Linked DNA regions of Zea mays: region 2 is linked to region 1. A link is a contact called in public Hi-C data. All regions are on one chromosome and are shown on one strand. The core of a region is the stretch at or near the end of the contact, and the rest is flanking DNA. Distances in the headings are between cores, read along the strand shown. Region 1 holds the start of LOC100192051. Region 2 holds the start of LOC103630934 (G-type lectin S-receptor-like serine/threonine-protein kinase B120).

Region 1 (2,700 bases), core at 23-2,522:
GGACAAAGCTACATTACAGTCTCCCCGATCGAAGCAAACCAATGGAACAAAGGCCAAGGCAAGTAAAACCTCATAAACAGATTCGTATACCATCACCAGATAGGCACGCGCAGGCAGGCAGGATCAAGATGGCTGAAGGCATCTGTTATCCCGAAGGCACAAGAACAACAAAGTAGATTCCTCAGGCATCGTCTGTTATCCCGAAAGCGCACAAACACACAAAAGAAGAAGAAAAAGTAGATTCCTGAAGGTCGGTATGGGAAAAGAGGATGCGGTACCGAATCTTTCTGGGTCGAGCGACGAAGGCGATTCTCCAACTCCAAACCCACCCAGGATTCGGAGCCCAACTCTCTCGAGCCCGGCCTAAACAAGAGATACGTGGAATGGCGTCGGGAAACTGGAGTCAGCCAGGTGGTACTTGTAGAGACGGGGGTGCAGAGGAGCGTCGTTGTCGTGTGGGCACCGAGACACGACACCTCCACGGGCGCACAGTGCCCGCACGGCCACCAGGACTCTCCGTGGCCTTGGACGGACGCGACGCTTAGGTCTTAGGACCCCAGGTCGCGGAACCGAATGATTGAGAGGACGGAAGACGGAACCCAATCAGCCGAGCCGACCGACGCAACCCATCAGCTCGCTCGCGGACGAGCGGGCGAGTGGTAGGAGTAGGACTGGCTGGCGAGGACGGCGACGGCCGCCGGTGTCTAGAGAAGCAGAGAGCAATGGAACCGCGGTCCCGGCGAATAAACCCGACGGCGGAAACGAACAAGACCGAGTCCCCACCACCCCTCCCTGGCCTCGCTTTTGGCTGGGTGATAACTGATAAGGGAGGGGGGGAAAGCGACTGTGGCATGGCAAGGCAGGCTATGCGCGCGCGCGCGCGGGGGCGCCAACTACGCCACGCCGCGGCGCCCACGCACTTTGTCGGATCGAGGGGACGGAAGATTCGTTTGTTTTTGTTTTTATTTTTTTGATCCGTCGTCGCGGCCGCGCGCAGTCTCCCGTACAACACCGTCTACCCACCCGGAAACGAAGTCGCCGCCGGTCGCGTCAGATCGGAGGCCGCTCGTCAGAGAAGGAAGGAAGGAAGGAAGGGGGGACGGGGCCAGTGGGCGTACCTCGTGAGTCGTGATTGCAACGTCGCCCGCCCGTACGGTCTCCCCCATCGCCGGCCGCCGAGAGCGAAGGGAGGGAGAAGAGCGGATGCGCGGTCGCTTGTGGCGGCGGCGGCGGCGGCGTGGAGAGCCGGGTGGTGGGAGGGAGGCGCCTGGTTGGCCACAGACGCAAAGCTGGAGCCTTGAGGAGGGAGGGCAGTCTTTATAATTTATTACTTGGCCGTTCGGATCAGAGAGTGTCCGCGACTCCGCGTGTCAATTGACGTGGTAGTCTTTATAATTTATAATTTAATTTTTAATTAAAAAAACGAACCAGCTGTGATCCAAATCTCGTCATGCAATGCAACCAAAACCAAACCATGTCTGCGGTTACTTGTCTTTCGGTTGAAAAGCAGGTTGTAATCCCAAAATGCATGTGCGGGCGCTGCCGTCCCTTCGTAACAAACGGTACGGTACTTGACAAGTAACCATACAAGAAGAGCTGTCTGTGATCGTTGAAGACCAAAAAAAAAAAAATGGAAATGGCGCCTTTTTGGTTTCCTTTCTAACATGATGGATGCAGCCATCGAATGAGGAGAGAAATGAGGAAACAGCCCGAATCAAAGGCTGTCTGTGATCAACTAATATTATTTAAGAGCTGTGTACAAGAAGAGCTGTCTGTGATCGTTGAAGACCAAAAAAAAGAAATGGCGCTTTTTTTGGTTTCCTTTCTTACATGCCAAAAATCTATCCGGAATTCCGGATGCAGCCATCGAATGAGGAGAGAAATGAGGAAACAGCCCGAATCAAAGGCTGGCGTTTTTTGTGCGTGTTAAATACCAGAGCATTTCTACCGTCTCCAATTGCATTGCCATTTACACACACTAGTGTGAAGGTTAATGTTGATGGTAAAGATTAGGAAAATTCTTATATTTGGTATGAAACAAATAAATATGTTTCCTCCTGCGCATGGTCAAGAGATGGAAATTGATATTGTAATGCAACATATAGAGAAGGAATAACGCCGGCGACTAAAACCTGATAAGGCAACAAAAGTTAGTATATATGCTACACTGTTCTTAACAGGTCTACAGAGACAGATCTTTGGTAATATAAGTCCATAACTAAGAACACAATTAGAAGTTGGCAGATAGATGTAACATAAGTTGATTCATTTCCTAGCACCACGTAATGTTAAAAGAGATAGAATCAATTACATATACACAAAGCAAAATGGTCTAGGTGAATCAAGTAGAGATAAAAAAAACAAAGAAATTATTTCTCAACAGATAGAGGAGTAGGGAATAATGGGACTTCTGCGGTACAACTATTAATAGCAAATAAAGATACAGAGACAATATAATTGACTTACTATATGTATAGACAACAAGGAAATTTCAGCCAAAAAATACGCCAACAGTTACTCACACCATGATGTTGCCTGCCGCTGCTGAAGCACCTCATCAGGCACGATGTTGAAAGCTCTCTTATGGGTTTTGGTGTTTGGATGACAACCCAATTAAAGGACTAACAAGTGTGCTAAGTGTTGAACAGGTGCTTAATGCAAAGCTAACAGAGTTCAACATAAGTGAACAAGTGTGATGGT
Region 2 (2,700 bases), core at 45-2,544, 200 kb before region 1:
GAGGTAGACTGGAAAGTTGCGTACCAGGAGATCCAGCAATCCGGAGGTACAAGTTACCATGGAAGCTGGCCTTCTCCATGTCAATGAGGTCCCCAGTCCAAACTAAACACCTCGACGTGTCGCCATTACTGTCACCTAGGCTCAAGGTGTCATAAGCGTAAGCTACACATGAGCAGTTTCTGCTGCACTCGGCTGCGCACTGGTCGAAGCTTCTGTTGCGCAAGTACAAGAACTTATCAGGAACCTTCATCGCTGGCAAGGTGACGAAGCTGTCTTCTTTCCCGCATCTCAGTGCCTCCTTTCTCCGGCATCCTCTCGAATAGTTGACACCATCGATGGGCTCGAACCCTTCAGGACACCGGCACGTTGGGACATCGCCTGTGCTATCGCAGAAACCGAATGGACCACACTGGGCATAGAGATCGCAGCTAGAATGGGGGCGTTCAAAAACGAGCATCCAAGATGATGTGTTGCTGTTCCAACTCTGAGTCCTCATCTTACCGGTGTAGTCAAGCCAGATACGTGTGTAGGGTGATCCTTCAGAGACTGTGTATATATAGTAGAGCCTGTTCCCTGTGTCGACAATGGCTTGGTATACAATGGAGGCACCACTGCTGAGGTACATGCCACTGGACATAGATGCATCGTTAAGCGCATTTGAGCGGCTGTACGGCAAGGTCCCGTACCAAGTGAAGAACTGAAGGTTCCAGTTGGGACCAATTCCATAGGAGAAATTCCCAGTGGATGGGTCATCAGGGCTCTTCCAAGAAATGATGCGAGTTGGCACTTGACCCTTGTGATTGAGCAATAACCTCATGGTTAGGAGTAAGGTATCAGTTGGGTAATCAAAGCTTTGCCATATGGTCTCGCCGGTTGGCGTTTGAAGGACAAAGTTACCCGAGTTGAGTAGCACGGCAAAAGCGTCAGCGCCCCCAGCTGCGGCGCTGTTCGTCGTCGTCCAACGGATGCGTCCTTGGGAGTCAGACAGCACCAGCTCTGGTTTTCCGGTGATGGCGAGCTTCGCTCTGGAAGGGGCGATGACTGGGCTGTCACGGTTGGCGACCCACACCACGGTGTGCTCTGGCACCTTGTTGTACCATATGCCGACGTATAAACTCTTGTTATAGTTACCTGCGGAGAAGAAGCCGAGAGCAAAGGCTCCGTCCTTGGAGATGAGCACGTCGCCGGGCGAGAGTGGGTTAGCTTGTGTCAGCTGGTCGCTGGATTGTTGGCACAACGATCTCGATTGGTGGCTTTCATGACACCGATTGGTGGGAGGGATGTTGGAAGGAAGTATTCAGTATAAAAAATCTGGCAACACATATGGACTTTGACCGAGGAAAGCACGGCAGACCAGACGAACTGTGTGGCTTCAGATCAATGGAACATCATGTTTATACCATGGTTCAGTGTGCACAAGTATGAATGCATATGGGTTTGGTGACTTTCGGGGCTAGCTAATTAAAGGGTGTTGGTTTATAGTGACTAATTTTTAGTGCCTTCATTTTGTTCTAATTTAGAACCTAAATTAAAATAGAGTTTTAATTTTTGTATTTGACAATTTAGAGGCTAAAATGAAATAAAATCGAGTGACTCAAAATTACACCTAAAAACCCAACAGCCCCTAATTGTGGTGGAACGACATTTCAGTTCAAATTTCTTTTTCTTAAATTAATTATAAGTTGCTTGCTACTAAAATTCAGCATTGTTTTAAATTAAAAGACATAGTACTAAAAAGATACTTTTATTATAAAACATCTTTGTACCGTCCCCCTGGTACAATGCTTGGGGTCAGCACTCAAGGCGCCACTGATGGCTTAGAAGAGATTGAAACATGGTCTCGGTCAAAAAAATCCTCGAACTCTGACCTCCCATCAGTAGCGGGGTCGTCACCGTCCACTCTGCAACGCCCAGCCGAAGGATGGCGCACAGGACATAACTTGAGAGCGGGCGGAACACAACGAAGAGATTTTTTAATCAAGCTAGAAACTCACCCCCGAGGAAGATCGAACCCAATTTGGAGGTGCTACTTGGAACCCCTTAACCACTAGACCAGAGGCTCTTTTGCTCTTTGGATAGAATTAAAATAAAATAAAATTTTAAATAACTTAGTGTCAACATCTATGTAATTCTCCAATTAATAGAGAGCAAAAACAATTATACGCAACAAAACTTGGCTAAAATTTATAAACTTAGACTTTGAAAAACTCGGTGAGCACTACATAAATTTTCTCAGTATTTATTGAGCTAAAACAGTGTACAAATATTTGCATAATTATTTTCCTCAAGAAAATGCAGTAAACAAAATAAAATAATAAACTGAAAATACTGTGCTGCACTGTTCTTGGAGGTCTTGCCCGTTTATGTTCAAAAAAAATTGTGCTATTTCTCACTTGAAAATATGTGCTCGTTCCTGCAACTGATTCTGCTGTTGTGTTCATATTCCTTGGTGATGCAGGTTCAACCAAAGTTGGATTTACTATGCGTGCTCTTGGAGGTTTGGACTAAGGAATGCCGGGCTTTTGCTTCAGCTCATGCCTCATGCTGGAGACAGCCTTGGAACTGAACATGCATTGATCATTTGTTTCCTTTCCCAAAAATTGACCCTGTGGTCAAGGCGGTTTTAAGTTTACTTCGATCTGAACAAGGTCGTCCACTTTCATATTTGTTCCCATGGAAGTTGGAACTGAAAAAGAAATG

The links. Hi-C and Micro-C count contacts between places; a contact is called where the count stands out from the background.
Region 2: a Hi-C map of leaf mesophyll shows a contact between it and region 1, with 2.9 times the contacts expected there. The contact joins the promoter of LOC103630934 here to the promoter of LOC100192051 in region 1. A contact is called at or near these places in 8 of 25 Hi-C or Micro-C datasets (bundle sheath, ear, endosperm and 3 more).

What each region holds. Positions count from the first base shown.
Region 1 is chr6:32,353,823-32,356,522 of Zm-B73-REFERENCE-NAM-5.0, reverse strand. LOC100192051 reads right to left here and starts at 1,272. Exons shown (of 2, transcript NM_001137474.1): 1 at 1,119-1,272. The coding sequence starts at 1,166.
Region 2 is chr6:32,556,289-32,558,988 of Zm-B73-REFERENCE-NAM-5.0, reverse strand. It overlaps LOC103630934 (G-type lectin S-receptor-like serine/threonine-protein kinase B120), which reads right to left and starts at 1,294. Exons shown (of 7, transcript XM_020539885.1): 1 at 25-1,294. The coding sequence starts at 1,294.